Linked DNA regions of Mus musculus: all the other regions are linked to region 1. A link is a contact called in public HiCAR-type, HiChIP or PLAC-seq and promoter capture Hi-C data. All regions are on one chromosome and are shown on one strand. The core of a region is the stretch at or near the end of the contact, and the rest is flanking DNA. Distances in the headings are between cores, read along the strand shown.

Region 1 (4,044 bases), core at 831-3,330:
GAGAGAGAGAGAGAGAGAGAGAGAGAGAGAGAGAGAGAGAAGAGAGAGAGAGAGGAGAGACCACATGATGTTGCTGAGGATGTAACTCCATAGGTAGGCTACTTGCCTTGTGTCCCTGAGTTCAATTAACAATGGGGGTTGGGGGTTGGGGGTAGGGAAGTTCATGAAGAGAGATAAAGCCTATCTGAGATAAGTAGAAGAGGATTTCCTAATTTCCTAGAGAGCTATAGTAATCTGAGCTAAAAGACTGGGATCTTATTCTAAGCACTAAACTGCCAGTTTCGTTCTGTTTCGCTTTGTTTAGAAACAAGATCGTGCTATGTAACCCTGGCTGGTCTGCTAGTAGATCTACTAATAGCTGTGTAGTCCAGGCTGCCCCTGAACTCATGGCAATCTTCCTGCCTCATCCTTCTATAGGAGTACCGGCATTAAAAGTGTGTACTCCCGACAAGGAATGAGCTTTAGTAAAAGCAACGGAAACAAATACTATGAAAAAAATATCATTTCTGAGCCCAGCATGGCGGCATATGCCTTTAATGTCAGCACTTGGGAAACAGAAACAAGCGGATCTCTGTGAGTTCGAGATCAGCCGACAAAAATCAAAAAAGAAAAAGAAAAAAAAAATCATTTCTGAATTTAAGAATCCCCAAACTAAGCCCGCAAAATAGCAAAGACATTTTCCACTAGACTTGACTTGAGTTGAATCCCCCCTATCCAGAGAATGGGAGAGGAAGAGCCCAAAGATTGTTTGATCTCCACGCAAGGATACATGTGCGCACACACATTAACACAAAATAAGTGTGCAGTTAAATTATTTTTTTTTTTAAAAAAAAACCTCGAATCCCCAAACTAATGGAACGGGCTTAGACTCCAAGCAAATAAACTTCACAGACTTCTACACCACACACTGCCGCCCGCCCAGTCCAAATCCTAGTAATACAATTACAAAAAAATAATAGGGCAGTGGTTATCTGATGTTCCAGATGAAGAAACTGAATGTGTAGTATTGGGAGGCTGGTCAGACCTGGAAGCACAACGCTTCCTGGGGACGGAGTAACACCAATCCTGGCTCCAGGCCCGGAGCTCACAAAGCCATCCGGTCCCCCTACCCTAGCGACAGATCAAAGCTGAGTCCCGACGTTCCTGTTCCGTACGCTGGAAGGCAGCCCGTTCCCGGCCCCGCCCAAGCCCCTCGCGCGGCCAGTGTGATACCTGGCGAAGAAATCCGCGAAGCCACCGCTCCGTCGAGCCCGAGCCGTGGTGCCCCCGGGACCCTGCTCTGCCGCTGGCAAGGGTGCGGACGGCCCCGCTGAGGGCAGGAGGTCGCCGGCGCTCTGACGGCGGCTCACCTCGAACGTGTTCCGAGAGCCGAAGCGGGCGTCGGGGAGGCCGAGGCTGGGCTCCGCGCTCTCGACGGCCCTCCCGGCAGGGGTGGCGGCTGCGGGGTCCGGGTCGTCCGTGTCCCCGGCCGCCAGGCAGCAGCTCCGCAGCGGGTCCTCGAGCGGCGCGGCCCAGTCGTCCAGGCCACCCGCACCGTCCACGCCCTCGTCCGCGGGCTCCAGCAGGCAGGGACGGCCGCAGGTTCGGCGGCGACGTGCCTCCTCTGGGCCGCGACGGTCCTGGCGCAGCAAAAAGCCCGAGTCTCCGTTGGTCATGCCTGAGCCGCGCGCCGCGGGGACTGCTGCCGCCGCCGCCTCCTCCGCCTCCGCCTCCGCCCCGCCGAGCCCGGGCTTCAGCGGGCCCGCGGCCGCCGCGAGGTACCGCTGCAGGAGCTGCCGCGGCGGCGGCGCCTCCTCCTCTCCAGCCTCCTCCGGCGGCTCCGCGGCGACAGCGCCTCCGCTAAAGCCGCTGGTGGCCGGGACGGTCTTCCCGTCCTGACCCATGGGCCCCGGGACTGGGAGCAGCTCGGCGTTCCTTCCCGAGCAGGCTCCGGCATCCTCGGGACCCATCATCTGAGGCGGCGGAGGAGGACTGCCCTGCGTGCAGGGTTCGCGGCCACGGCCGCCGCGACGTCCCCGGACCCACCCCTCCCACCCGGCGGCCGGGGCAGTTGCCGGAGGCCGGGCACGCGCTGGGATCGCGCACGCGCACCAGCGGGGCCGGGCCTGCCCGCGACCCGGCGCGTCCCCGAACCATAGAGACGGCAGCTAGAGCGACCCGGGAGGACAATCTGAGATCCTCCACCCGGGTGACAGTGCTTAGCCTAAGGGAGGGCAAGGCTCACTTCGCATAAACCATATCACTTGACGGCGATTTGTTTGTGAGAGGAAACTAAGGAAGTTAGTTTAAGTGCTCCTGTCTTGACAGTTTTTACCTTCTCTAACAGCAGTGAAGAACTCCTGGAACCGTTCAGGGCTTCGTTGTCCACATGACAGCCCCTTACCTATCTTTTCCACTTAGTCTTCCATGTTTACCAAAGTCTGATCTCCTAACACTTTTTAACACGTTGGTTGTTGGTTGTCGTGTCACCTGGGTACGGAAATGAAATGGAGCCAGGGCGAGAAGGACTGTTTGGCTCAGTGGTTAAGATTGCCGACTGCTCTTTCAAAGGTCCTGAGTTCAAATCCCAGCAACCACATGCTGGCTCACAACCATCTGTAACGAAATCTGATGCTCTCTTCTAGAGTGTCTGAAGACAGCTACAGTGTACTTACATATAATAAATAAATATTAAAAAAAATAACTGCAGCAACCTGTGGTAATGGATTAAGATATAATGACCGTTTAGTGGAAATAAAATGTATTTAATGTGTGAATCGCAAGACATAATAACTAGCCACAGGAGTGATAGGAGAGCAGCCAGGAATAACAAGGCTATGAGATTGCTGTGGTGTGAAGAAACAGGAAACTGGATTGGGGAAAGACATTGGAATTAACTAACATAGTGAGAGTTATAAACTTGGGTTAAAGTTCTGGTTTGGTCGAAGGGGCCATTTATGTAAGCCACAAAGGGGGTCGGGGGATATCAAGTGACTCTACCTCCATAGAAGAATGAGCATAGGGCAGAGACCCAATAGTGTTGGTATTTCAGAAGAGATGAAGTTGTTGTAAAAGGCCCAAATAGACATTGTTGTAGTAGGATAATGCAGTAACTAGAGACCATTCATTCTACAAATGCCTCTGAAAGCAAGTATAGAAATAGAATGGAATACTTAGCAAAACAAAGCAGTAAAAGCGTTTATTATCAAGATCTTTTGAAAGGTGGAAGATAGCTCAGTTGGTCACGTTGTCATGCAAGCATGAGGACCTTTCCTGTATCGCAGCACTCACATAAAAAGCCACTTTGTAGAATGCCCTTGTACAGCTAACATTGGAGAGGCAGTCCCTGGGATGCTCTGGTAACCGGCCTGGCTAAGGCAGCTGGCCTTAGATCTTATTAAGAGGTCATGTCTCAGACAATAAGATGGGCAGTCCCAAAGGAGTAACAGCTGAGTTGAACTCTCTCCTCCCTAAATATGAGTGTATACTTACCTCATACATAGGAACACACACACCTGAACATACATACACAAAACATCTTTCAAAAGGAAAAACCAAAGAATGTGTATAAACCAGAAAGAGAGAGAGAGAGAGAGAGAGAGAGAGAGTAGATAGATCCTGTATTAGTTACAGGGACAGTACCCAGAATACATACAGAAATAAGCCAGTGTGGTAGAAAGCATCTGTAATTACAGAACTCTCTAGGGTGAAGCAAAAGAGAATCTCAAGTTCAAGACCAGCCTGGGCTACATAGCAAATCTGAGGATAGCATGAGCTACACAGCAAACTTTTATCTCAAGAAAAAAATTGTAATTCAATATTTTAAAAGACAACTTGACTAGGTGGTGGTAGTGCACGACTTTAATGTCAGCACTCAGGTGATATAGGCAGGTTTCTGATTTCAAGGCCAGCCTCATTTACACAATGAGTTCCAGGACAGCCAGGGCTACACAGAGAGACCCTGTCTCAAAAAACTAAAAACATCAGTTAATCAATCAATCAATCAAAAGACAAGGAGGCCAAGATAGGAGGCTTGGTTTTAACACATAGTGACTTCCAGTGAGT
Region 2 (4,125 bases), core at 500-2,999, 1.5 Mb before region 1:
GGCTAAATAAATCAGACTTATCCCAACCCCATAGGCTAATTGCTTGCCCATGTGCCTTAGAGGTGGGAGACTACATGTTTTTTAACCTCATGACCGTTTCCCATGCCGTCTTATTTGTTCTGGGGATTGAACTTGGAGCCTTAAGCGTGCTAGGCAAACTGAGGCCTATCCTTCAGCTATGTTCTTAGTGATTAATTCTATCAGATTATTTCTTCTGAGAAAAGAGTACACATGGACTCAAAGTTTTTTAATGCCCTCCCCTAAGAGAACTCTGTATGGTCATGGAGTGGAGAACAGAACCAGGGACTCCTGTGAACACACACACAGAAGGGCCTTCCATTTCTCCTTTTCCTAGAGGGAAAGAATTAAAGTAGCTCAGACAACTCTAGTGAACTCAGACTTTTAAAGGGGGGTTGGGAAGGAAAGAGAACTCAGCTCAGGGCCTTCCTCCACAGTCAGGATGCAGGCAGACAAGCATTAGTGATGGAGCTGGCTCCGCCTCCCTGGCTTGTGAGGCAGGCCAGCCCTGCAGGTAAGTGAGGCAGTCCTCAGAGCTGCCCAGACAACAGCTGTGGGCACCAGAAGGATTTGCTTACAGTTCTGTCAAAAGAGTTGTTTTGTCTTTTACCATGCCATGCTGCTGTTTCTAATGGTCCTTCTCTCCATCTCTCCCCTCCCTTTCTTTCTCTCTGTTCTGATGTCATATCTTGAAACCACTACTAAAGGTTCTGTCTCCCCCATGCCTTCCTTTCCCTCAAGAGGACCGCTTCGCATGGCAGTCCCCCACTATCCACCGCAACTACAAGGACTCCCTTTACATGAGTTCACCAAAACCCTATATCCCACCCAGCACCCCCAGCCAACAGAACCCCTCACTGCCTACACCCACCTCTGTTCCCCTGGGAGCTAGGTTGGCTCCCCGAAATGCATCATGTCCCCGTTCATTACTTTTGGGGTCCATGGGCCTTGAAGTGCCCTCCCAACCCCAGCAATACTATGTAGCCTCCCGATTAGTATACAGTAAGAATGTGAGCTCTAACACACGTTGTGAGGCCACAGGGAATAAACAGGTCAGCAGCTTATATGTCCCGTGTTTATCCAATAACATTTGCCGGGCATCATCGGAAAACTACCCTCCTGTTGCACGTGACTCGGCCCCAGACACTCCCTCGGAGGCCGCAGGCACTCAGGCACCAGCTCCCTGCCTTGTCCCTGGCACAGCCACAGTTGGCACAGGAAAACCACCCCCTGCTCCTCCTCCTGACCCTCCCAAGCTATTCTTTGACAACCGCAAAGATGACGGTAACCGCGGTGAGAATCACACACTGGGGACATGGGCCTCGTTCCCAGATGCAGTGAGGCCTCCCAGGCTAGGCCCCCAGGTTACCTCTGATCCCGAAAACCAGAAGAACAAAGAAACTTACCTTTTGCAGCCGTGTTATCCAGCCAAGGCAAGAATCTAGGAATGTTTGTGTGTCTTCTACACTGTCTCTCTCAGAACCGGTTGAAGCGGCTCACTTGTCTTTTGGGCTTCCCTGCCCTCCCTCTCCTCACTAGTGTTACAGCACTTGAATCCCGAGTCCTTCTATCTAACTCTCTGAGCACAGCCTCTCCTGTCTCCCTGGCTCCTGTCTGTCAATGTCTCAGTATGCCAGACCATGGAATTCATAGACTAATAACGTGGTAAGAGTGTTCAAGTCTTACGACAAGGTGCTAAAGAAACTGCATTTGCTCCCAAGCTTGCGGGCTCTGTGGCAGTTTTGTGGGGTTAAACGCTGTCTGCTTGCCCACCTGACTCTCTTCTGTTGTTTGTTCTCTTTCTCTCTCATAAAGTGTTAAAAGGTTTCAAAAATAGACAGACGGAAAGTGAACTTGGATGGGGCTCCCTCTGTGTCATAGAGTATCAGGAGGCCAGCTGGCTAGCGCTGGCTAGCACTGACTGTCTCATGTACTCTGAGGAAAGGGCACTGATTAAATATTTCTTGAAGTGCATCACTGCATGTCCACGCGCAACTGTTTAAATGTGGAATTCCTGTCTCTCTGCCGTCCCCTTTGCGTAACTGCGTAACAACCCCTTATTTCCCACAGGGTGCCACCTCCTCCAGCTCAGCCCCGTCTGAGGTAATAGTTGTTCCTCTCTACCTGGTTAATACTGACAGAGGGCAAGGGCAAGAAGGCACTGCCAGAACTCCAGCATCTCTGGGGCCACTTGGCTGCGTCCACACTGTCCCGGCGACCACCCCTGCTGCCTCACCTCTGACCTTCCCGACACTCGATGATTTCATTCCCCCTCACCTGCAGAGGCGGCCCCACCACAGCCAGCCAGCCAGTGCTTGTGGCTCCCTCTCCCCTGCTAGCCAGACGTCACCACCCTCACCACCACCTCCGCTGGTCCCTCCCGTCCCGGAGGACCTCCACAGAGGCCTGGAGCCTGACCTCCCGGGAGCTGTCTCAAGTACCGTAAGCTTGCTGGACCCCCTTCCCCACGGCTACCCTGAATGTCTGCTCCTGGCAGTAAAACCCTCCCTTTCTCACTGAAGTACTAAGTTCTGAGGCGGCCTTGGCCACTGTGCTTGTGTGCTGGCTGGATCTGTGTGTGCTATCCCTGAGAGCATGTCTCCCTTGTGCATCCTATGGGCCACCTATGGCTACTCTTGGCCTTTCAAGAACACTCTCTTCCTCTGCTCTGTTGGGAACGCACGTCTTTCTGATGGAAGTCTGTCTTCCCTCTGAGAAGTGTCTGTGATCTTTACCTCACCTGGTCCTGATCTTCCTAGGTCAGGGCAGATGTAGTGTTGAAGGCTGAGAAAAGCTGTGGAAAGCCACAGGCAGATTTGGTGATAGGACACGAGGAAGAAGAGAGTTTATGAGGAGGAAAGTTTTTATTCTTTGGCTGATTTCATGAAGCGGACTCTGTTAAACAGAAGCGGAGAGAGGGAGAGAAAGGGGGTGGGGGCGGTGCGTCTAATTGAGTAAATAGATCTGAAAACTGATGTGTTAAGACTTTCTCACAAGACATAATTGCTAGGGCCCCTGAGGAGGAGGCCACTGTGGTTTTGGTGGCAAACACATATATCAGTAACGGTGGGAAATGTAAAAGTCCTCTCTGTTCAGAATGAGTCTCTTTATAGACAGCCCAGCTGCTTCTGATACAGTAGAAGTCCGGAGCGAAAGAATCTGAATGGACATCATAAGTCATAATGTGAGGACACTTGCTGGCTCAGTGGGATCATGTCGTAACCACTCCTATGATAGGGACTCAGTGGACTCAATTCAGCCCAGCCTAGGGGAAGTCCTAGTTCCTGTTAGCTGCGTTGCTGAGGACTTACCCTAGTGAATGAAGATGTTAAAGGAACTGCTAGGTTAGTGATGGTTTCATCGATGTTCTAAGCAACTAGGATTCATTCACAGGTGCACTTACAACAAGCCAGGACTCCTGCTTTCAGACGGCCTGGAGGAGTTAGGTAGAGAGTATCCACTCTCAAGGCTGGTTGGTGCGCATGGGATCATCCGAGCACTGGAGAAGTCTAGTTTATATACCATAGATTTGATTGAGTGGGTCTGGGAAGGAGCAGGGGCCTCTCACTTGGTTGCAGGTATCAAGTGGGTTTTGATGTTGGAGCCATAAACACCACCACTATTGACACGTGGTACAGTGAGTACCACGTGTTTTGCGGCTAGGACTGAACATTTACTTGCGTCCTTTGTTGGAAGAAGTGTGCCCATGAAACTAGGTTAAACGGCTTGTTAAGCCGAATCGAGTCAGAGAACAGGAAGGAAACGTCTTATTTAGTTTAGTGGGGAAATTGTAATGAGGTGTCAAACACACAAAAGCTGGGAACTGTTGCATCATGGGATGGGCCTCTTCTCCAACCTTCCAGATGCAGCTCAGTGCAGTTATAGATAGAGCAGGATTTAAGCCAGATAGAACCGTGAGCTTGGATCTCTTACTTTGAGCTTTGCAGCTCATCTTTGCTGCAGACTGGTGTACTCTGTGCCTGGTAGGGTGGCATCCAGACCCTAAGTTGATTGGTACAAACCCCTCAAGCCTTGGAAAAAGATCTTACTCCAAAGTTGAGCTCATAGAAGTGGCTATCTAGATAGAGAACATTTAAAAGAGTTCAA
Region 3 (4,066 bases), core at 22-2,521, 1.6 Mb before region 1:
CTTTGCCTCTCTTTTTGACAAGAGAACAACTTTAAAATTGCAGACGGGGCTAGGGAGATAGCTCAGCCGGTACAGTGGACAACCCGAGTTCTCTTGTAAGAACCCGAGTTCCATCTCTGGAAACCACATGAAGTCAGGCAGAGTGGCTCATTCAGTCAGAGCTGGATGGCCAGCCAGCCTCATCTACTTGTTGAGTGCCAAGTGAGCGAGACGCTGCCTTTAATGAAAACAAAACAAGTGCAACACCCAAAGCTGTCCTCTAGGGCCCACGCAGTCTCACACTCCTGAAGGTTATTCATACCCCACTGTTTTAACTCATCCAAGGCCTTATCTTTTTCTCAAGTGCTTTGTTCAGCTTCTACCCCGCTCCCTTTATTGTGGCCCAGACACTAATAGAACATTCCAGTGCTAGGAGGGCTTCGGAGCCTTTTAAAGAACTTTCCAGACTCTGTAGCTCTCTGCCTCCCAACCCTCTCTGAACCAAAGGGTTTTTCTCAACTTGGATTTCCCTACTTCCCTTCCAAGAACTCAGCATCTTTTTTCCTCTTCCCTCCAGTTCTGTGGCTGGCTTTCTGGCTGCCTGCTACAACCTTGCAGGGCAGAGGTAATGACTCCCTACAGGATTCATCCCTGTTGACCACCCAGAACTTCCCAGCACACCCTTAATCCCCAGATGATTTGTCCCTTAGGACTCCCACCCAGGACGGGGCTGGGCTGGCTGGGCTGGGCTGGTCTACTAACAACTCCACTGTGCTTGAATGTTCCTGGAGCTTGTGAGCCTCTCCCTGGGCTGAGGCACCCCCACCACCAGGTCAGAAGCCAAAGGAAAGAACCAACTAGGGATGGGCTGGTGGAGAGAACTCAGTAGCCTGAGTAGAAAGCAGAGTGTGTGGGGAAGGGAGAGGGAGGTGGGAAAATCAGTGGTGACCCTGAAGACCCTCAGCCTGCAATCCAGGCGTGGTCCCCTGTTCTGCAGCTTGGGACCCATTTTGTTTTGGGATGACTAAGTCCAAGGAGAAACCCTGAGCTGACCTCATAGAGCAAAGAAGTTCAAGTCTATTGTTACAGACCTGGGATCATTAAGACTCCTGGCTCTATTGAGGTTGATCTCTTTACTGTCTGTGGAAGAGGATTTAAAGAGGCAAATCACAGTGAGGGATGTTTGATTTAAGGAAAGCTTTTTAAAGAGCCCACGTTAGGGGTGTGCATTTGCATACAAACAATGAGAGTGCTAATTAAAATGATTCTCACATCCTTGTTTCAGCAGCACAGGACTGCTGCCTGGCAACACTTGCACAGTGGAAGGGAGCGCTTTGAAAGCCAGCCTGGTCCATCATTCTAATCAAGGAAGACATATTGTGAGCCTTTCATCTGCAAGGCGCTGTGCTAGGACCACTCTGTGTGTGTGTGTGTGTGTGTGTGTGTGTGTGTGTGTGTGTGTGTGTGTGTGTGCGCGCGCGCGAGTGTGTGTGAGTCTAGAGTATCAAACCTAATAGTTGTCTTCTAGGGTGGCAGGTGACAACATAGGGAAGTCTGAGTGGAACCTGTGAATTGAAAGGTTGGTAGGAAAGAGTAAAGAAGAGAAACGTCGTCCCACCTGTTGAGTTAGGACCTACTTGCTCACAGTGCTTTAGAAATTGCTAGCATTCTGCCATGTACAACTGCCCCTCCCCCCCCCCCCCCCAAAAAAAAGGAAAATAACAGACTTGTCTAATTCCCTTTGGAAGTCATAGCCCAGCATTTAAAGTATTTCTGTCATCGTCATCTTTGTTGGCATCAGCCATGACTGGGCACCTGCTGTTTGCGGCTGGTTTGGACTGGGCCCCAGGGAGTGTGGGAAGGGTTGATCTGGTCTAGAAGTGAAGTGAAAAATCTTTCAGCTCCTAAAGGAAGCTGCCGCTACCTTTATCTTTAACAAAGAAGAAGCATTTTCAGAGCATCAGGTCTGACATGGAGATGTCCGTGGACTGAAGTCTGTTCACTGGTTGGGAGACCTTGTTTGTAGTCATGTGGATTGGGTTGCACGTCCTGGCCACTTGCCAGCTTTGTGATCTTGGCTTGTGACCGACCTCTGAGCCTCCTTTTTCTCGTTTGTGAAATTGGGATTGATGTAAGGGTAATCATAATATGATGACGATGACAGTAGGCTTGCACTGTGTAGTGTACAGTAGAGTGTGCCTGGAGCTAGGCTGCTGAAGTTCACATTCCATTGCTCTGGAGCCCAGGAAAGTTGCTAAACCTCTCTGGGGCTGTCTAAAGGAGTAAAAAGGAGTAAACAATAGTGCCCTTACCAGAGGATTGTTAAAAGTAAAAATTATAAAGCACTGTATGAGAAAACATTTAATAATCATTAAAAACACACACACACACCTATAATTTTGATTTTCAGATTTTTGAGAGCTTTGACCCTGGGCAAGTATTACTCCAGCTCTCTTAGTCCCTGTTCCTTGTTGTTTATGTATAGTGGAGGTAGCCAATGTTCTAATGTATTAAAACACTTTCTGGAAGGAATTGTCAGAGCTGGGATCAGAACTCATATACTTGCTTTAAAAGTGGCTGCAGGCACATCTGTAGCCATTTATGCAGGCAGATGGCTGTGCGTGTATTAAAAAGTCTTTCATACCATAAATGTGTTCAGTAAAAAGCCAGTCCCCTCTTCTCGACGGCCGCTGTCCTGTCTCATATACCTGTGCTGGTATCTCTGGTGTTGTTGCTATCTGATGTCCCTATCAGCTGTGACTTTGAGCTCATGTCCTCTAATGGGATCTCGGGGGCACACCAAGGTAGCTATCACACTTTGGTCTTTTTTGGTCTTAGTGCTTCCTCTCTGGCTGGATTTGGCTTTGAAGACCAAAAAAGTCTATTGTATTGCGAGACCTGTTGAAGGTATTACAACCTTCCGGAAAAGGCTAATATGAAGTCATGCTTGCGAATGAAGTGCTGAGAAACATAGGAAATCATTGTATTGGGGAATAAAGCAAAGCAAAACAAAACAGAACAACAACCCCAGCTTCAACACATTTGCTGACTCCCTGTCACTCAGGCATTTTTTCATGTTTGCTGATGAAATGAACACTTTAAAATGCTGTAACATAATGTATTAAAAGACAAACACTACCCTCAATGAGTGGCGAGAGGTGCTTTAGTACTCACACCCTATTTTGGGCCTCTGGAATTCAGTTCCTTCCTGTTGCCAGCTGAACCTGATGCATTAGATGAAAATATAGTCCTATCTTCAAATGTGGACAGCGGGACATTCTGTCCTCTGAATTTCAGTGTTTGACTTGGGTGTTGCAGGAAACTTGGCACCCTCCCTTTTCAAAATAATAAACAGACATGATGTGGCCTCGTGTTTCATCTGATGGGCTTAGATGCTATTGCCTCATAAAGGCTGATTCATAGACAAATGGTAACTAATTATAGTAGCTTAAAAATAATACCCCTGTTTGAAGTTGACAAGGCAGGATGCCATGCGAGTCTTGGAGGACATGAGAGACTCTGTTTCTTTGGTGTTACGGAGGTGACACACACTTTTCTAGTTTAGCTGCTTGGTGGTTGTATTGGTTCATTAACTGCTGTCTTCATTTTAATTTTTCTAGTGCCTCCTCTGTGCACAAATACAGGAAATGTCTTTTTCTTGCTAGCTGTCTACCATATACATACAAACATATATACATACAAACACACATATATATATATATATACATACATTTACCTGTTCGTTCATTCATTCATTCATTTATCTACCTATTATGTACCAGGGTTTCTCATCTATTTATTTATTTGTTTGTTGGTTGGTTGATTGGTTGGTTTGTTGTGTGCTGGGGATCTAGCCTAGGACCTTGTACAGGTCTTCTGTACACTAGGCAATGTTCTTAGCTCTACTGATGATATCTTAATGAAACGGTGTCATGTTTGAAAAAAGCAAGTGCATTTTTTTTTCTAGTTCAAAACGTTCAGAATCCTTCTATGAAAAATAGCAGGAAGTTGTCTACTCCTTCATGGAAAGTTTAAATGACATATTATAGCATGCTTTTTAAAAAAGCAATTGGTTATTATTTCATGT
Region 4 (3,705 bases), core at 856-3,355, 1.8 Mb before region 1:
GCAGGTTCCAAGGAAGCTAGGGCTACAGAGTGAAAGACCATATTCTAAATGTCCTACTTCCTGCATGACTTCCTGGTGGTGTTGAACCTTATTCCCATTTTCTAGAAGAAGTTAAAATCCACCCCCCACCCCCAGTCAACAAAAAGAACATTTGTTGAGTATGTGAGAAAGACACTCTAGCTAAATTCTTGCTTTTCATAGAAAGACAAGCAGGTTATGTGCCTAGAATCAGATTTTCCCTTCTCCTCACTCATCTAACGCACTCCTTTCTCTCCACTGGCAAAGTAGAATATTAGTGGCAGAGCAAATAAGTAAACTATCACTGAAAGAATAAAAAAACAGTAGAAAGTTAAGGAGTTTCGTGCTCGATTCTTTGAGACACTGTTAGATAGTGTGTCGTTGCAGAGCCCAGGCTGACCTGGAACTCACTATGTATGAAGCCCAGGCTGGCTAGGGTCTAATCCCCTGACCTCTGCCTATGAAATGCTGGAGTTGAAGGAATGACCTTCAAGGAACACCAGTTTAACACGAATGTTAACAACTCATTTTCTTTTATTTATTTATTTTTTCAGCACCGATGATCAATTCCAATTCACTTTTTGAGAAATCTGGTTTTTTTTAACTAAAGACATAATAATTATTCACTCCTCAAATACTTACAAAGTATCTCATATTCTAGGAATATGCTTTCTTGCTGTCCAGAGGTTTGCTCCCTAGGAGGGAAGACAGACAAGCAATTACAATAAGGTGATCTGTGGGTGAACTGAAGAATCAGAATCGCCTTCTAACTTAGCTCCAGTCCCTTAGTCTAGTTACACCCCTGACACACACCCACACGCACCCCCCCCCCCCCACTTTTTTTAGAAGCCCGGGTACCAGATCTAATCAGCGCCTGCTGTTTTGTTTCTCTTTAATGCCCCACCTCCCCACCCTCAACGTGCTCAAAATTTAACGCGTCCTGGCGCCAACACCCTTCCCAAAGCACAGATTTTCTCAGCTTCTTCCTAGATCTCATATGCCGACGCACATTTCATTTCAAAGAACTCCTCTTCCTGGTACTCAACCCTTAGCAAAAAGTGCTGTGAGCGCGCCTTCCTTTTTGCTCCCACGCCCCCTGTCGGCGCCTTTCGTCTGCTTTATTTCTTACAGGGCGCTTTGCAATAGGCTAACCCACTTCCCAGTTTCTACACCTCTGTGCTGATTTCCGACACAAAAACCTGATCATATCATTCCAGGGCTTTAGAAGTTTGGATTCACTGACTTGGTGACCCATAAGATTCAAAATCTTTGTATGGTGAGCTCCCAGCCAGATGTTCTCTTCTGCAAACCTATCATCCATGAGCGTGGATCTCTCCTAAGCTGAAACCTCCTTTTAGCCCTTCCCCCCACTCCCCCCCGCTCCCCGCCCCCTGCCCTTCCCCCCATACTCCTGCATCATGGACTGAGAAGTAGTGGTAAGTTCCCTTTAGTGAATTAGAAAATGAATGAATAGGCTCAGTAGCATTGTCAGGACTACAAAAGCATAAAGAACCAATTTTCAGCCACAGTTGACCTTCTCTAGACAATGGCCTCCCTGCAACGAACGGTGCTATGGGACGAGAACGTTGCCAGCCCGGAAGGAGATGATCTGTGTCCGTTATGCATTCAACTTTGGGATAATCAGTGGTTATTAATAATCAGAGATTAAACACACCGTCTTAAAATGCAGTATTCTTACCACCACCTTTGCTGAAAACACTTGGGCTGTTATTTTCGGGTAACTAGGTGCCAACTTGTTTTACCATGGTGCCAATTTTTTTCAATAGCCAGTCTTTGTTTTTGTTTTTGTTTTGAGGGAGACGGTCTTTGTTGATTCAATCTATTTCTAATGTGAGTCTGACATATAGACGATCAACTGTCAAACACGCTTTATGAAATCCATCAGCAACTAGAAGCCAGTCTTCCTTACCTTTCTGGGAAGCTGTCTGGGGAGGTTCCTTTCTGGGTGCTCGAAGCCCCGCCCCTATACTCTGCGGGCGCGGAGCCTGGGGATGGGAGGGGGCCGCCACGTGGAGCGTGGGCGCGATTCTCAGAAGCGCCTGCGCCGTTGCCGTGGCGTAGCGTGGGTCAGACCCGTCTCCCAACGTCAGCGGCGCTACGGGGCTTCAGTCTAACGCGGCTGACGCAACTCCGGAGAGCTGGACGTAGACGGAAGAAAAGGCGGAGGAGAGGGCGGTCGCCGCGAAGAGTGGTCCAGGGCTGGGGTCGGCGGCCAGCAGGTAGGTGGCTGGGCAGCACCGGGCAAGGGGTACACTCACTGAAAGGGGGAGATGCGGGGTGCAGCCGCGGGTCCGGAGGGGCGTGGACACGGGAGCCGGCGGCGGCGCGGGGCAGCCAGGTGCTCTGAGATGCTCATGCACAGCTCCCGGTGCAGGGTTTAGGAGGCCCAGGGATCTCTGGCCATCTTTTGGGTATGCTACCAGCGGAGGCTGGAGGACCCTGCAGCCTCTTCCTACCAAGTCCACAACCGGCTTCCAGGGCTCCTGTGCTGCGAGTAGTCATACACCTGGTGTGAAACCATCCACGGACGCACTCCCAGGGCCTGAGTCTGCAATTCTCTGTGGCTCGCGACCTGACATATGGAACCTGTACATAGGAGATTCTCCCTGCAGCCAGGGTTATTCCCGGAGACCCCGTGTGTGATAATTATCTCCTGGCACAGAAAGGGTGCGCTCAGATTCTTCACCCCGCACGCCATACCCCAGCCTTATTCCCCCACCCTCCGAAGCAACAACATTTATCTTTGAGTTTCTGTCTTTCTATTAAGTAGTGAACCATGAACTCAGCATGTGTTTTTCTGGGTAGTTTGTTGAGACTGAAGTTCACTTCTCTAAGTGAGATAAGAGCTCTCCGTGTGTTTGTGTCTAGTCACTTGAAAGCTGTTCTGAGTTAAAATATAAGAACTTCTCTCTCGATCACAGAGTCTCCACGTATATACCCTTTGGGCTTTTGCATCACCTGTCTGGTTTTTGCTGTCACAACAAACTGACTGGTTGAACAGTCGTTTGCAATATAAGATCTTGCCTCCCTGGGCCAGAGACAAATGGTAGACCTCATACCTCCAAGGATCTCAGACGTTCAGAGCTTTCTGTGCTTAGACAAGAGAGGGGTAAACAGTCTAGAACTATGCATGTGACCCGATCAGAATCTTTTCTGAGACAGGGTCTTATGTAGCCCAGGCTGGCCTAGAACTGGCTGTGTGCTGAGAACGACCTCGGGCTTCTGATCCTTTTTGCCTCTACTTCCCCCGAATGCTGGGATTACAGGCGTTTGCCACTAAGCACGGCTGTCCATCAGTGGCTCTTTTGACCTTTTGGTGTCAGTGAAGGAAGTAAGTGGAAAGGTTAAGAAATGTCAGTGCCTTATAAAAGACAGAAGAGGGGGGTGGACAATAGCCTTATCTGTGCACCCAGGCGCTTTCCAGCCTTGCCTTGTGTCACTCCCACGGTGATCTCAGGCCATATAAACCGTTATTATCCCTCATTTACAGATGAGGAGATTGAGTTGGCAATCTCCATGGCAAGGACAGCCAACACTTAGATCTATCCAATCTAAAGTTGTGTGGATTCCCACCCTGTGTAGCATACCCCAAAGGGGAGCTTAGAGCCCGTCTGGGGAGAGCAACAGTAACACATGAGCCAGCTACCTGGAGGATTATGTCCAATG
Region 5 (3,895 bases), core at 571-3,070, 1.4 Mb before region 1:
CTGAGGCAGGGTCTTTTACTGCCCCAGGACTTTACCAAGCAAACTAAACCAGCTGACCTGATGACCTCTGATCCTGCAGTAGCTGGAATTTCAGATGCCTGCCCCTGAGCTCAGTCTTCCACAGGAGTTTTGGGGTCAAATTCAGGTTCCTGCTCATTTAAGTCAAACACCTTAGTGACTGAGTTATGGCCCCAATCCTTTTTATAAAAGGTTTATTTATTTATTTATTTATTTATTTGATGTATCTGAGTACACCATTGCTCTCTTCAGACACACATCAGGTCCCATTCCAGATGGTTGTGAGCCACCATGTGGTTGCTGGGATTTGAACTCGTGACCTTTGGAATAGGCAGTCAGTGCTCTTACCCGCTGAGCCATCTCTCCAGCCCAAGAAGGGGTTTTAAAAGTTCTAGAAAACAGGAATGACCTTGATTTCTAAAAATGAGCAATTCATTGGCCGTCACAGGCCTTTGTGTTGGGTGAGGGACAAGATGATCCTTTCATATGTAAATCTGTGCAGAGACCCGCAAAAGATTGGCCAGGACCGCGGGGGGTCGCGAGGAGCTGCACTTTTCACAAATCCATTCAACCTGTGTCCAGCTTCCCGAATGAATGGGAACCAGGAAAACCACGAGGGGGTCAGTGGTCCTAAGGTTGGCTAATGTATTACATCCATCATGAGATTATTCTAGGCGGGGAACACCGCAGTGAGCTGTTTGCAAGATAAAAACCCGTCAGGTCTTGAAACTAGCGCTTAGGAATGTGGGTAGGACAAACTAATAAGTAAACTATAGACTACACAGGGATGGGCAGAGAATTAAGGCAGTGGAAGTTAAAGGGGGTCTAGAGGGGATGTTTAAATGGCTCTCAGAAATGGCCTTAACCAGAAGATGGTATCTGCAAGAAACCCTTGAGTTATCTGGGGGAAGGATACACGTGATGGCAAAGCTCTGAGTAGGAGGCCAGTGTGGTCAAAGTTGGAGACAGATTACAGCAGATTCAAGTCGTTCTTGGAGTGGCCTTAGAGGCATTTAAAGGGTTGGATTTTTACTCAGGGTGAAGAAGCATCAGTGGACAGCATGAGTTGTGGTTTAATCTGTTTTGAGAACTTATTTTGGGGGCAGCTCACAGAAGAAACTGATAGGGAGCTTTGAACCCTGGAATTTCCATTCACCGCTTTCCCGGCATTGGTCCACCCCGGACTTCATGATGGAATTGTTGGGAACGTCAGAATTCACCTACCTTCAATTTCAACTCCAGCCAGGAGGAAAGGTTTCTAGGAACTTCGTAGAGCCTAATTATAACCCCCTGACTACCCCCCCCCCCAACCGTTATAGTCCCATTAGCATTGGAAAGCTTCCAGGGTGGCCCAAGGAGCCTGGAAAATGATTCAGTAGCAACCCCGAGTTGTTGCGTAGCCTTAGGGGTGCTTTATAATCTCGGGCAGCCTCAATGACTTTATCTCTAAAATGGGACTAGAGATAAAGCGCCTAATTGCGTCAGGTGAGATCACTTGAAAGCGCCTCTTAAACGGCTCTGCGGTTTCCAAAAGTGTAAACCGCTCTGACCTCGCTCAATCCTTTTCGACTTTTTGCAAAGCACAACGCGTGGGTTTGTAAGGTCTGCTGTAGGTGGGGACAAGGCTTAGGTCTCACCTAGCTTTCATGCCGGGTTGGGAGCAGCAAGAAGGCTGTGGGTAGGGCGGGAGGAGGTGCGGGCGGAGGTTCGGGGCTGCTGGGCGGAGTTGAAGAGCCTAACTCCCGGATTAGAGTCTGGCGAGGTCCTGCGGGCCCGCTGGGAGTGGAGGCGCGGGCCGGGCGGGGCTGCAGCGACGCGGCCGGGGCGGATCTGTCCCCGCCCTCGCTCGCGACCCCGCCCGTCCCAGGATCTCCCAACTCCCGCCGCGCGCTCTTTCTCCGACAGCTGCTCCGGGAGCCCCGCGCGCCGTGCAGTTCTGTGCCTTGCCTGTCTGTCCCTTCCGATTGTGCCTAGCGATGACCACCCAGCAGATTGTTCTCCAGGGCCCGGGTCCCTGGGGTTTCCGCCTCGTGGGCGGCAAGGACTTCGAACAACCTCTCGCCATTTCCCGGGTAAGAGCGTCTTGGGACGCGCGTGGGAACGGGGTGGTTTCGTAGGGTGGCGGCGCGCTGCGTCCCTATGGAGGTCGGGGTGACTGGAGCTCCGAGGGGATCGCGGTGGGGCGCATCCAGGTGCGCCATTCGCCGAGCGCTCTGTGCCATCTGCCACCCCGTCCCAACCGCCGCGCTCCGGGGCAAGCGGGCTCGGTGCGCGCTGAGTCAAGGCCAAAGACAGTTTTCTTTCTGCGCCCCGGAAGCGTGGCGCGGCGCGGCAAGCAGACAAGCTTTGTGCCTGGGCGTGGAGACCTGGGGCTCCGCAGACCCTGTGCGCCAAGAGTTAACACTCCTTGCTCTTCACAGTGAAAGAGTTGGGGAGAGCTAATCGGAAGCAATAGAAAGTCCTGGAAGGTGAATGGAGTACAGAAAAGTTCCCTGGAAGGCGAATGGGATTCGTTCAGCTAACAACCGAAACAACAATTTTACACTCTTCGGATATGACCCGTGGCTGGCTCTCGGTTCTGTAAAGCCTTTCACAGGAAACACTGGAGTTGGGAAATAACCCCAGATAAACCTCCGTAGTCTCTCCCTGTCTAAGGTGGTTAGATCACCTTTCTGCCCTCCAGGTTATTCGCGATAAGGCCATTTCCTTTTGGGGAAGCGCACTAACGGTGTGTGGTGGTGATGATTGAAAACTTCTTGGTTGGGTCTTATCTGTGGGAGGGCGGGTGGCTCAATCGCAGACTGCTAGACCCGTGGCCCGTAATTGAAATGCAACCCCCTGTTAGACTCAGGCTCGGTATTTGGAAGTCCACACTTTGGCTATGTGATTTGGGCCAAACACAAGGAATATGTCCCACTGAGAGTCAATACTTTAGATTTTTAGTCCTTTCATATAGGTGTGTGTGTGTGTGTGTGCGTGTGTGCGCGCGCGCGCGCGCGCGCGTGACTCCGCTGGGCCCCGGGGGTGTTACTAAATATCTTTTAATTAAGGAGATAGAAAAACCTCAGGGATGCCTGACCTAGAGGGACCACATTCCATTCTTTTGTACACTTGTCTGCTGAAGCTAACCTTAAACTTGCTCCTCCAGTCTTGTAAATGTGTCTTTTTTTTTTTTTTTTTTTTTTTTTTAAATCTCAGAGGGATTCTGGGATGGAAATGGAAGTGAAAGATCCCAGTGGGTCCTTTTGACTTATGGCTATGCCTCCAGCAGCTGAAGGACTTAGGTGGAAGTTGTGGAATCATCCAGCCACCTCTTGGCTTTTCTGACAACCACAGTGGCTGTCACTCAGGCTTTCTTACAGGTGGGCCTGGCCTAGAAAGGGGCTCTTTGACCAGCCGACTCCAAATGAGCAGGCAGCCCAGTTTTAAGACTTGGGTCTTCCACATGCCCATCTTGTCTTCCAGAAATTTCTTTGTTATTGGAAATGTGAGCTGTTTTCTCAGCCTCCCACCAACCTTTTCAAGCCTGGGAGCTATGCCTTCATCAATATGGGCCTCTTACCCTAAGTCTGGCTGGCCCAGGACTGCACCCGACTGTGCCTGCCTAGTGTATCCTGGCAGGCAGACTACACATGCTTGCCCATGGAGGGCACAGCCTCTGCACATTTAGAGTTAGTTACCTCATAGTCCAGTTGTTCTCCGTCTTTGTGTCTATAATTAACCTGTCAACCTTCCCCACTTCTGAGAAACTTTCTTTTTAAGCAGGGGAGGCTGTATTGGCAATCTGTTGAAAGGATAGTCGTGACTTGTCATTTTGGCTGCTTCTAAAAAGGCTTAATGCCAGCTGGGAGTATAGCTCAGTGATGCACTCGGCACG
Region 6 (3,887 bases), core at 1,107-3,606, 1.9 Mb before region 1:
CACAGCAAGCAGATGGCAAATGTATTAGTAAAAGGTTTTACTCTTTGGCTGCCACTTAGAAACCCCTGAATGCTAGGAAGGGAGAGATGGCTCAGTAGCTAACAGTGATTCCAGAAATATGTTTCTCCCTGGGCTTGTTTGTTTGTTCATGACAGGGTTTCTCAGTGCAGCTCTGGCTGTCCTGGAACTCACTCTGTCCACCAGGCTGGCCTGCTTCTCTGTGGGTTCTTACTGGACCTCTTAAAATGTACTAATGTCCCCTTGTTCTTGCTTAGAACAGACTTCAGTCCAGTGTGGCTGTAGGTTTCCTCTTTCGCTGAGTGGATCCACTGTCATACAGTTCGACACTTCTAGTTTTGTTTTTTTTTAATTTAATATTTTAATTATTTACTTTACATCACAATCACGCCTCCCTCCCCTAATTCCCCAATCCCATCCCCCTCTCCTCTGAGCAGGTGGGGGCCCCTTGGGTATCCCCCTACCTTGGCACTTCAAGTCTTTGCAAAGCTAGGAGCTTCTTCTCCCACTGAGGCCAGACAAGGCAGCCCAGCTAGAAGAACATATCCCTCGTACAGGCAAATAAACTCTGCAACTGACGAGATGAGGAGGAGGGGGCATCTCCAAGAGAGACAGAGAACTGGGATAAGAAAGGCACCCAAGAATCAATGGGAGTGACCTTAGCTGTGACTCACAACTTTGGGGATATGGAACTTGACAAGACCACTTCCCATTAGCCAGGCAGGAACCCCGGTGGAGCCATTAGAGACACCAACCCACCCACCAAACTTTCAACCCCAAATTTATCCTGTCTATTAGAAATGTAGGCCCCAGGGATGGAGCAGAGACTGAGGGAATGGCCAATAAGAACTGTCCCAACTTGAGACCCAGCCAACGGGGCAAGCACCAATCCCTGACACTATTAATGATACTCTGTTATGCTTGCAGACAGTTGTGTTTCTTATGTCGCGTTCTTCAGAATTTCTTTTATTTGAGCTAGAACGTTGTGCCAAAAAAAATATATTCCAATAAAAATTCAAACAGTGGGCTGCATTTTGTCCAAATAAAAATCCACTAAACACATAGCATCAACTATCCTTTAGGAGCAGGTTACAGAAAAAGCAGAATTTAACAAAAGCCTCCCACCAGCCATATTCTTTAATAAGCATCAGGACCCTCAGATATTTTACTACCTGACAGGTTCAGAAATTCTTATCTTTTACTTATCTGTGATTTTTCCCCCTAAATCAAGAAGTGGGAATCTCGGCCCAGGCTCAGCTGGAGATGCATGTCTGAAATCCTAACACAGGAGAAGCTGAGACAGGAGGACCCAAGGAATGCATGCATGGCCCGAAAAGAAACCTTCTGAACTGTAAACTGGTATCTTTGGGAAACATCAAAACCAAGTTCCCTGTGCTCTCAAGACCAAGAAGATTTCACTTCTGCCCCTTTGCCCCCTCAAAGCCCTACAGCATGGTTTGAGGAAGGCGTGCAGGTGACACAGATTGTCCTATGGACTGAAGGCTTGTATCTAACACACCCAAGGCAATGTAATGATGCTACCTGGAAACTGATCTTGAGAATTATCAGAGTGCACTGGATTACCGACGGAGCACGGACACCGGGTCTAGTGAAACTGGCGAGAGTCCTGTGCTGTTTATATTCTAGGTCGAAGAGCCATCTCTGGGTCTGGACTCCAGTCTCAATTGGAGAAACCCTGAGGCCCTTCTCAGTGCGAGGGCCCTCGGGCCACACTTGCCACCTAGGGGTGAAGCAAGACTGCTTTTTCCTGGTCATCACTTTGCTTTGAGTTTTGTAACTTTTCTCAATGGACTGCACGCCACATTTCGAGCCTAATTCGCATCCTGTAGTCTTCTAGGGACTTTCTCCTAGCTCTTGTACCTGCCTTCTGTCAGTACTTACCTTGAAGTAAGTTCCGCTTGAAGTAAATTACCTTGAAGTAGTTCCGCTGATTCTAAGGTGTTGTCCTAATGCTTACCCTAGCAAAGAGTTCAACTCCAGCCGCCCAGCCTCCTCCACTCAGGAAATATTTTTCTGACCGGAACTTAATCCAAACCCCTCCCTGACCTCGAAGCTGTGAAATGTACACGTTTTCACCCCTATTCCTAAAACCGGGATGACTGGCAGGTGGCGCGGTTCCGTGCCCTCTCTTGCCACTTCACCTAGTTGCCTTGTTATCCCAGCCCCAGGATTCCGCACAGAGGAGGGGTGCATCCCCAGTGTACTCTGGTACCGTCATGGGGACCTTGAGAGATAAGACATTCACCTGATGGACACTGCTTTTCGATGCGTCTGGGAAGTGAAGACAGATCCTGAGCAGCTATCAACGCCTACAGCCGAAGAGCATGCGCAGTGCGAGCGTTTTTGCCCTCTGCCCCTCCCCTCCCCAGCCATCTGGTTCTGATCCAGCCTCAGTGCATGAGATCTCCTCGTGCACCTGAGCTAACCCTCCCCCCCCCCCCCGCATCCCTCGGGCCTCTCTTGCCCCTCCCTTTGGGGTGGGGGTTAGTGGCGGCTTAAGAACTGCATGCGCCACGCCACGGAGAGGGGACAGGAGAGCGGGTGCGCAGTGTGGATGCTTTTCATTTCAAGAGACTGGTGTCTGGCCCCATGCCACAGCCCTCAGTGCAAACAATTTTTTTTTCAGAGCTTGCAATTCGTGTCACAAATTTAATATCTTTTAAGTCTTGGGCTGGGTGCTGGAGAGCAAGCGATGAGGAGCACTTACTGCCCTTACAGAGGCCCGCGTCCCAGCACCCAGTTAGGTGGCCCACAACCGCCTGCCTGTAACTCCTGATGCCCTCTTCTGGCCTGGCTAGCACCTGCATTCACACATATACATATCCTCCCACACCCATAGAAACATAATTAAAAATAAAATAAATCTATGAAGGAGAAGTAGTGGTAGTTTGGGGCTGGGGAGATGGCTCAGCACATAGACTGTAATGTCAGTGAAGTTAAGATTCCCTGAACCCACGTAAGGCCAGGCAAGTGTGGAGACAGCCGCAGGAATCCCCCAGGGCAAGCTCTGGGTTCCAGAAGAGAGCAAAGTCTCAGCAAATAAAGTGTAGTATGATGGCAGAAGACAACCAGCGTCACACTGTGGCCTCCGCAAGCCGACCTACACCACGAACGCACCATCGCAGGCAGTAAATGAATAAACAAATCAAACAGCGGTATGTCCCCACCCTGCAAGCCTCTTTGTTCCTTGTTAAAATAATGATGACCTAAACAGAACTGATACAGTTGGGAGTTTGCAAGTGGGGCTGAGCACAGTGATGTGTGTCCCTTCATTCCAATATGCTGTTTTTATGAACCTCTTTCTGTGTCCGCCCCATTGAGCCGTTAGCCTGAGATTCTGAAGACACTTAGGAGGTCTTTAAAACTTAACGGGCCTCGAGAAAAGGGACGTAGGGAAATAGAGCAGCTGCAAAGGTGACTGCCCAGGCGAGGTAGAGACCCTGCGGCACAAGGGAACGAACTCAGAAGTTCCACTTGCCTCATTATCTGAAAAAGCAAACAAACAAAAAACGACTTACTGTTAACTGTGTCCACGCCTCAAAATTTATTTGGACAAATTCTCATTCCAAATAAAATCCTTGTTGTCTAGGGCTCATCTGGTATAGCAATTTAAGAGCAATGGTGGTAGATTCTTGTCGTTTGGGTTGTGAGCTTAGCCCTTAGGGGCCAGGCCATCTCTACAGTCCAACAGCAGAGTCAGAAAGCAGAGTCAAGAGTGTTTCCCTTACATACTGATGTCACGGATTAAATGGGAAATGTCTGCATGTTGCAAGCATCACAGAATATGATGAACTTTAAGAACATTTAATTTCCAGGATTATCAACCAGTGCTATGCATTTTTTAAAAG
Region 7 (3,726 bases), core at 1,040-3,539, 1.4 Mb before region 1:
ATTGCAGTCCTACATCTGTGGATTCTTTACCACGTATTGATCACAGTCTCCTTGCCTTTGTCTGAGCCCCTCTGCTCGAAGCAAGGTGAAGTTTAGATTTGAGCCAGGGCTGCTGTAGCTTAGCTGGAAGTCCTCCCTGTACTGTACAGGATAAGGGGTTTAGGATCCACAGCTCCTTGACGTCTCCTCTGCTCCCTGTCTTCAGGAAGTCCTGCACATAGGAAGTGCCCACAACCGAAGTGCCATGCCATTTACTGCCTCACCTGCTCCCAGCACCCGGGTCATCACAAACCAGTACAACAGCCCAACTGGCCTCTACTCATCCGAAAACATCTCTAACTTCAACAATGCTGTGGAGTCGAAGACCTCAGCCAGTGGGGAGGAGGCGAACAGCAGGCCGTAAGTAGAGCCCTGAGGTCTCCAGGTTCTGGGAAAGGGAGACTCTTTCCTTTAGTTTTTTCTAGCAAGGTGAACTACTAAGCCTGGGGGTGGGGGTGGGGGTGGGCATGGGAAACCTTTGACATTGAATTTCTTTACACATGAAAAGGGCTCTTTCCCTCCTCTTTGTAGAGGTTGTAGTAAAAATAAGGAAATGTGTTGCTGGTGCAGTGTCTCAAAGGTTGCAGTGCCTACTGTTGAGCTCACGAATCTATTCCTAGCACATTCATACATTGTATATGGGTTTGGTGGCTTGGCTGTCATTCCAGTAACTTCAGAGGTACAGACGGGATCTGGAACAAACAGGTTGGACAGAAGAGCTGCATGGGTGAGCTCTGGGTTCGGTGAATAATGTAAGGAGCAATGGAAGAAGACTTTGGATGTCACCCTTGGGCCTCCACATGTGTGTGAGCGCCTGTGCACCCACACTGTGACCTGTGGATATCCACACCCATGACAGCGAGAAAAGAAAATATATAAAATGCCTAGCACCATGTCGGACACAAACAGATCTTGTAATGGTGGTGAATCGTTCCTGTCCTGAGCACTGGTGGTCACCCTCAGCTTCTGGTCATGGTCGTTCACAGGACCGTCATCCCGTGTCCTGAGGGAGTCCTCATTGTAGAGTATTTGGGAGGACTGCTCCATGCTTCCCACTGGATCTTAGTAGCACACACAGTTGTGCAGTCTCGGTGAAGCAATGCTTGCTTCCTCACTAATGTAGACCGGAAATGACAGAGCTAAATCCATGAAGCTGCAAGTTCCTGCCTAGAGGGATGGGTTCTGACCTGTGACAGAAGCTGGCTTAACAACAGGAGAGATGGGACCGCAGGTGGAACCTGGCAGGCATGTCCTCTGTCACATACCTGTGGGCTGTATCTACCTTTACCTCTCTATCTGGTCTCCTGTTTCTTCCAGCAGAGGGCCCTAAATTTGCTCTGTCCCTAACTCTTTGGGGACACTTCAGTCACCCATGGCAAGGGAACTGGGCATGACAGTGTTAATGACGGTGTTATGACAGAGGGTGGGGAGTAGATTAGGACTCATGCCTGAGGATGGGCCTGCAGGGTAAGGAGCGCAGTTCAAACACAATTGAGCTACCCTTGTGGAGCCCTATGTTCATGTACAGCCCACAGGGATGGTGTAGACTTTTACTCGCTCAGATTTTGTGTTAACTCCAAAAGCCTGTTTTGCCATCCAGTTTCTTCCTTATTCATCTGTCCAAATTTTAGCTCATTTTAGGTGCAAGCTAAGTGTTTCAAATGCAAGTTGTGGGGATGGGGCTACAGTCCCAGGCTCCTTAACTATTTTGAGAGCTGTTACAGGAACCCCCATTGTGTTTGTGGTCTTCAGGGTCTGGGGAGAGGAAGGGATGGGAGAGAGATGGAGGGAGGGTAGCAGATGAAGACAGACAGATCAGACAGATATTGAGACTATTGGCCATCTCCTGCACACAAGTCTTTGCCCCTGGCACGAAGAGGACCGGATGGAACAGATCTGTATGTTCCTTAGAGTCTGGTGAGGTTTTGGTTTCAGAAGAGGCTGAAGCTCACTGGCTTTAATTGTAGTGGCCAGAACTATTATCTCTTACGCCAATTATGGTTCCCACGAGGTCTTACCTGCTTGGTAGGTTGACGCCCTTCTAGGTGGTTATGGGGATGCTGGGCATACAAGGGAAAGTGCCAGGCAGGGCATCCTCTAAGTATCACATCCTGAAGGGAAGCTTGCATGCAGCTCAGTGATCTGAACACTAAGGACCACCATTCTTGTGTTCCGCTGCTTATGGTGCTTGGAGAGGCTGGGAACGTGACCCTTCCTTTACTGTCCCCGAGTGGAATGTTCCATGATCTGGATTTAATAACCCAGGAAATGACACATCCTTAATTGAAAGAACTGCTATGCACTGAGAGAAGTATGTGCCTGGAAAGTATTTTTAGTGTGGCTGCCTTAGATATTTTTCCTTCCTTAACGTCTTCTTTCTTCTTCTTCGCTCATGCTCCCTGATTGCGCCCCGCCCCCTCCCATTGTCTGCTTTTGGCACGCAGGCATGGTTTCTTTGGCTGCAGCAGCCTGCAGGTCTTCATCAAGTCTCCTTGCAGATTCCCTCAGCAAAGGGGGCCCATTATCTGTTTCAACCCAAGCTCCTGGAGCAGGAATCTAAGAAGCCGTGGGAATCCCTGAAGCTGGAGGGAAAGTAGCTGCTGAGCCTGCCATGTTTCTTGCGTAGGGATCTCTGCCTGGTGGCTTGTTTCTAGTATATTCTCAGATGATCCTGCCAACCAGGGCAGGCACTCCGTAACCATCCCTGCTCAGCACAAGGCCAGGGGCTGGCTCACCCCCACTGTTTAGTCTGAATTCGCTGATGTTCCAGAACTGGCTCATGACATACTTTACCTCTGAGGTCACTGCCCATTCCCTGGGGCTAACCCTGTTTCTTTGTTTTTTTGTTTTGAGGGGTGGTGGGAGGGGTCCAAGCACTTCAGATCATTCTGCTGTGTACGTGTGTGTGTGTGTGTGTGTACGTGTGTGTGTGTGTGTGTGTGTGTGTGTGTGTGTGTGTGTCTTGTCTGTCTGTCCGTCTGTCTTGTAGATCTTGGTACAGAATGTCAGCAGCAGTGTCTGTCTGTCTATCTTGTCTGTCTGTCTGTCTTGTCTGTCTGTTTGTCTGTCTTGCCTGTCTGTCTGTCTTATCTGTCTTGTAGATCTTGGTACAGCAGCATCCCAGGCAGGTCAGAATGTCGTCAGCAGCGTTACCATCTGGAAAGGCAGGTGAGGGTCTGTCTCCTCAGCAGGCCTCCTTGCTGACAGTGGAGAGGGAGGCCCTCTGCTGCCCTTCCCTTCTAGGCGACTTCAGCTTAGTGATCCTGTTTTGAGTACCTACTGAGTACCAGTTCTGTGAAAGAAATATTGCTAGCACCTTCGCTCCCACCTCTTCAATTATGTGTAGGAGGGACCTGTTAAAATTTGGTAATGCCCAGGCTAGAGTTCATAATTTATTCGACGTCTACTACTTTCTTCAGGCTTGTAGATAGAGTCCTAGAAAATGACTCTGCCTCCTGCCAGCCGAGTGAGTTTAGACAGACCTTGTAAGTCCTCTGAGACCCTGTCTCCTGATCTTTGAGGTGGGCTCTTAGCCACTGGCCTTTCCACCAGCTTGTCAAGGGAATGCACTACATTGTACTGGAAGGTGCTGAGGGAATGCTGGTTACTGCCGAGTTCACTGATGGAGAGAAGTCTGCCTCAGCACTTCTGAGTGCCAGGGGCTCAGAGGGAACAGGAAGCATAGAA

The links. Promoter capture Hi-C pulls out the DNA fragments that hold promoters and counts their contacts. HiCAR-type assays count read pairs that join an accessible place to other places. HiChIP or PLAC-seq counts read pairs in DNA pulled down with a chosen protein or histone mark.
Region 2: a HiCAR-type map of astrocytes shows a contact between it and region 1, with 4 times the contacts expected there. The contact joins the enhancer-like site here to the promoter of Tbc1d12 in region 1. A contact is called at or near these places in 7 of 39 promoter capture datasets (the 3T3-L1 cell line, the C10 cell line, hippocampal neurons and 3 more) and 1 of 115 datasets of contacts at active chromatin or transcription factors (astrocytes).
Region 3: a contact with region 1 is called in a HiCAR-type map of astrocytes, with 5 times the contacts expected there. The contact joins the enhancer-like site here to the promoter of Tbc1d12 in region 1. A contact is called at or near these places in 1 of 39 promoter capture datasets (hippocampal neurons) and 2 of 115 datasets of contacts at active chromatin or transcription factors (astrocytes and stem cell-derived neural progenitor cells).
Region 4: an H3K27ac HiChIP or PLAC-seq map of stem cell-derived neural progenitor cells shows a contact between it and region 1, with 6 times the contacts expected there. The contact joins the promoter of Aldh18a1 here to the promoter of Tbc1d12 in region 1. A contact is called at or near these places in 1 of 39 promoter capture datasets (hippocampal neurons), 4 of 115 datasets of contacts at active chromatin or transcription factors (astrocytes, embryonic forebrain, embryonic stem cells and 1 more) and 2 of 9 other capture datasets (adipose tissue and pancreatic islet).
Region 5: a contact with region 1 is called in a promoter capture Hi-C map of hippocampal neurons, with 5 times the contacts expected there. The contact joins the promoter of Pdlim1 here to the promoter of Tbc1d12 in region 1. A contact is called at or near these places in 11 of 39 promoter capture datasets (the 3T3-L1 cell line, 3T3-L1-derived adipocytes, the C10 cell line and 7 more), 5 of 115 datasets of contacts at active chromatin or transcription factors (astrocytes, embryonic stem cells, large pre-B cells and 1 more) and 1 of 9 other capture datasets (liver).
Region 6: a HiCAR-type map of astrocytes shows a contact between it and region 1, with 6 times the contacts expected there. The contact joins the promoter of Cc2d2b here to the promoter of Tbc1d12 in region 1. A contact is called at or near these places in 1 of 39 promoter capture datasets (hippocampal neurons) and 1 of 115 datasets of contacts at active chromatin or transcription factors (astrocytes).
Region 7: a contact with region 1 is called in an H3K27ac HiChIP or PLAC-seq map of differentiating embryonic stem cells, with 9 times the contacts expected there. The contact joins the enhancer-like site here to the promoter of Tbc1d12 in region 1. A contact is called at or near these places in 7 of 39 promoter capture datasets (the 3T3-L1 cell line, the C10 cell line, hippocampal neurons and 3 more), 2 of 484 Hi-C or Micro-C datasets (gonadal supporting cells and uterus) and 8 of 115 datasets of contacts at active chromatin or transcription factors (astrocytes, cardiomyocytes, differentiating embryonic stem cells and 5 more).

Annotation. Positions count from the first base shown.
Region 1 is chr19:38,834,615-38,838,658 of GRCm38.p6, reverse strand. It overlaps Tbc1d12 (TBC1D12: TBC1 domain family, member 12), which reads right to left and starts at 2,080. Exons shown (of 13, transcript NM_145952.4): 1 at 1,213-2,080. The coding sequence starts at 1,952.
Region 2 is chr19:40,374,980-40,379,104 of GRCm38.p6, reverse strand. Sorbs1 (sorbin and SH3 domain containing 1) reads left to right here. Exons shown (of 29, transcript NM_178362.1): 7 at 2,089-2,460. Among named protein-coding and RNA genes, the nearest start is that of A930028N01Rik, 80 kb to the right of the region's middle. Within about 2 kb of position 1,749, at least 37 of the 459 cell types and tissues checked have an H3K27ac peak or open chromatin away from gene starts, as enhancers often do. A contact at or near this core is called in astrocytes, where this site is marked.
Region 3 is chr19:40,431,451-40,435,516 of GRCm38.p6, reverse strand. All of the region lies in intron 2 of Sorbs1 (sorbin and SH3 domain containing 1), which reads left to right. Among named protein-coding and RNA genes, the nearest start is that of Sorbs1, 80 kb to the left of the region's middle. Within about 2 kb of position 1,271, at least 74 of the 459 cell types and tissues checked have an H3K27ac peak or open chromatin away from gene starts, as enhancers often do. A contact at or near this core is called in astrocytes and stem cell-derived neural progenitor cells, where this site is marked.
Region 4 is chr19:40,586,863-40,590,567 of GRCm38.p6, reverse strand. It overlaps Aldh18a1 (aldehyde dehydrogenase 18 family, member A1), which reads left to right and starts at 2,105. Exons shown (of 19, transcript NM_019698.2): 1 at 2,105-2,258. It overlaps Gm27042 (a long non-coding RNA gene), which reads right to left and starts at 2,036. Exons shown (of 4, transcript XR_386705.4): 1 at 1,949-2,036; 2 at 661-713.
Region 5 is chr19:40,269,541-40,273,435 of GRCm38.p6, reverse strand. It overlaps Pdlim1 (PDZ and LIM domain 1 (elfin)), which reads left to right and starts at 1,820. Exons shown (of 7, transcript NM_016861.4): 1 at 1,820-2,090. The coding sequence starts at 1,995. Gm41845 (a long non-coding RNA gene) reads right to left here and starts at 1,870. Exons shown (of 3, transcript XR_877853.2): 1 at 1,656-1,870.
Region 6 is chr19:40,747,286-40,751,172 of GRCm38.p6, reverse strand. It overlaps Cc2d2b (coiled-coil and C2 domain containing 2B), which reads right to left and starts at 2,356. Exons shown (of 35, transcript NM_001376940.1): 1 at 2,285-2,356.
Region 7 is chr19:40,240,079-40,243,804 of GRCm38.p6, reverse strand. It overlaps Pdlim1 (PDZ and LIM domain 1 (elfin)), which reads left to right. Exons shown (of 7, transcript NM_016861.4): 4 at 206-399. Among named protein-coding and RNA genes, the nearest start is that of Gm41845, 30 kb to the left of the region's middle. Within about 2 kb of position 2,289, at least 138 of the 459 cell types and tissues checked have an H3K27ac peak or open chromatin away from gene starts, as enhancers often do. A contact at or near this core is called in astrocytes, differentiating embryonic stem cells, trophoblast stem cells and 1 more, where this site is marked.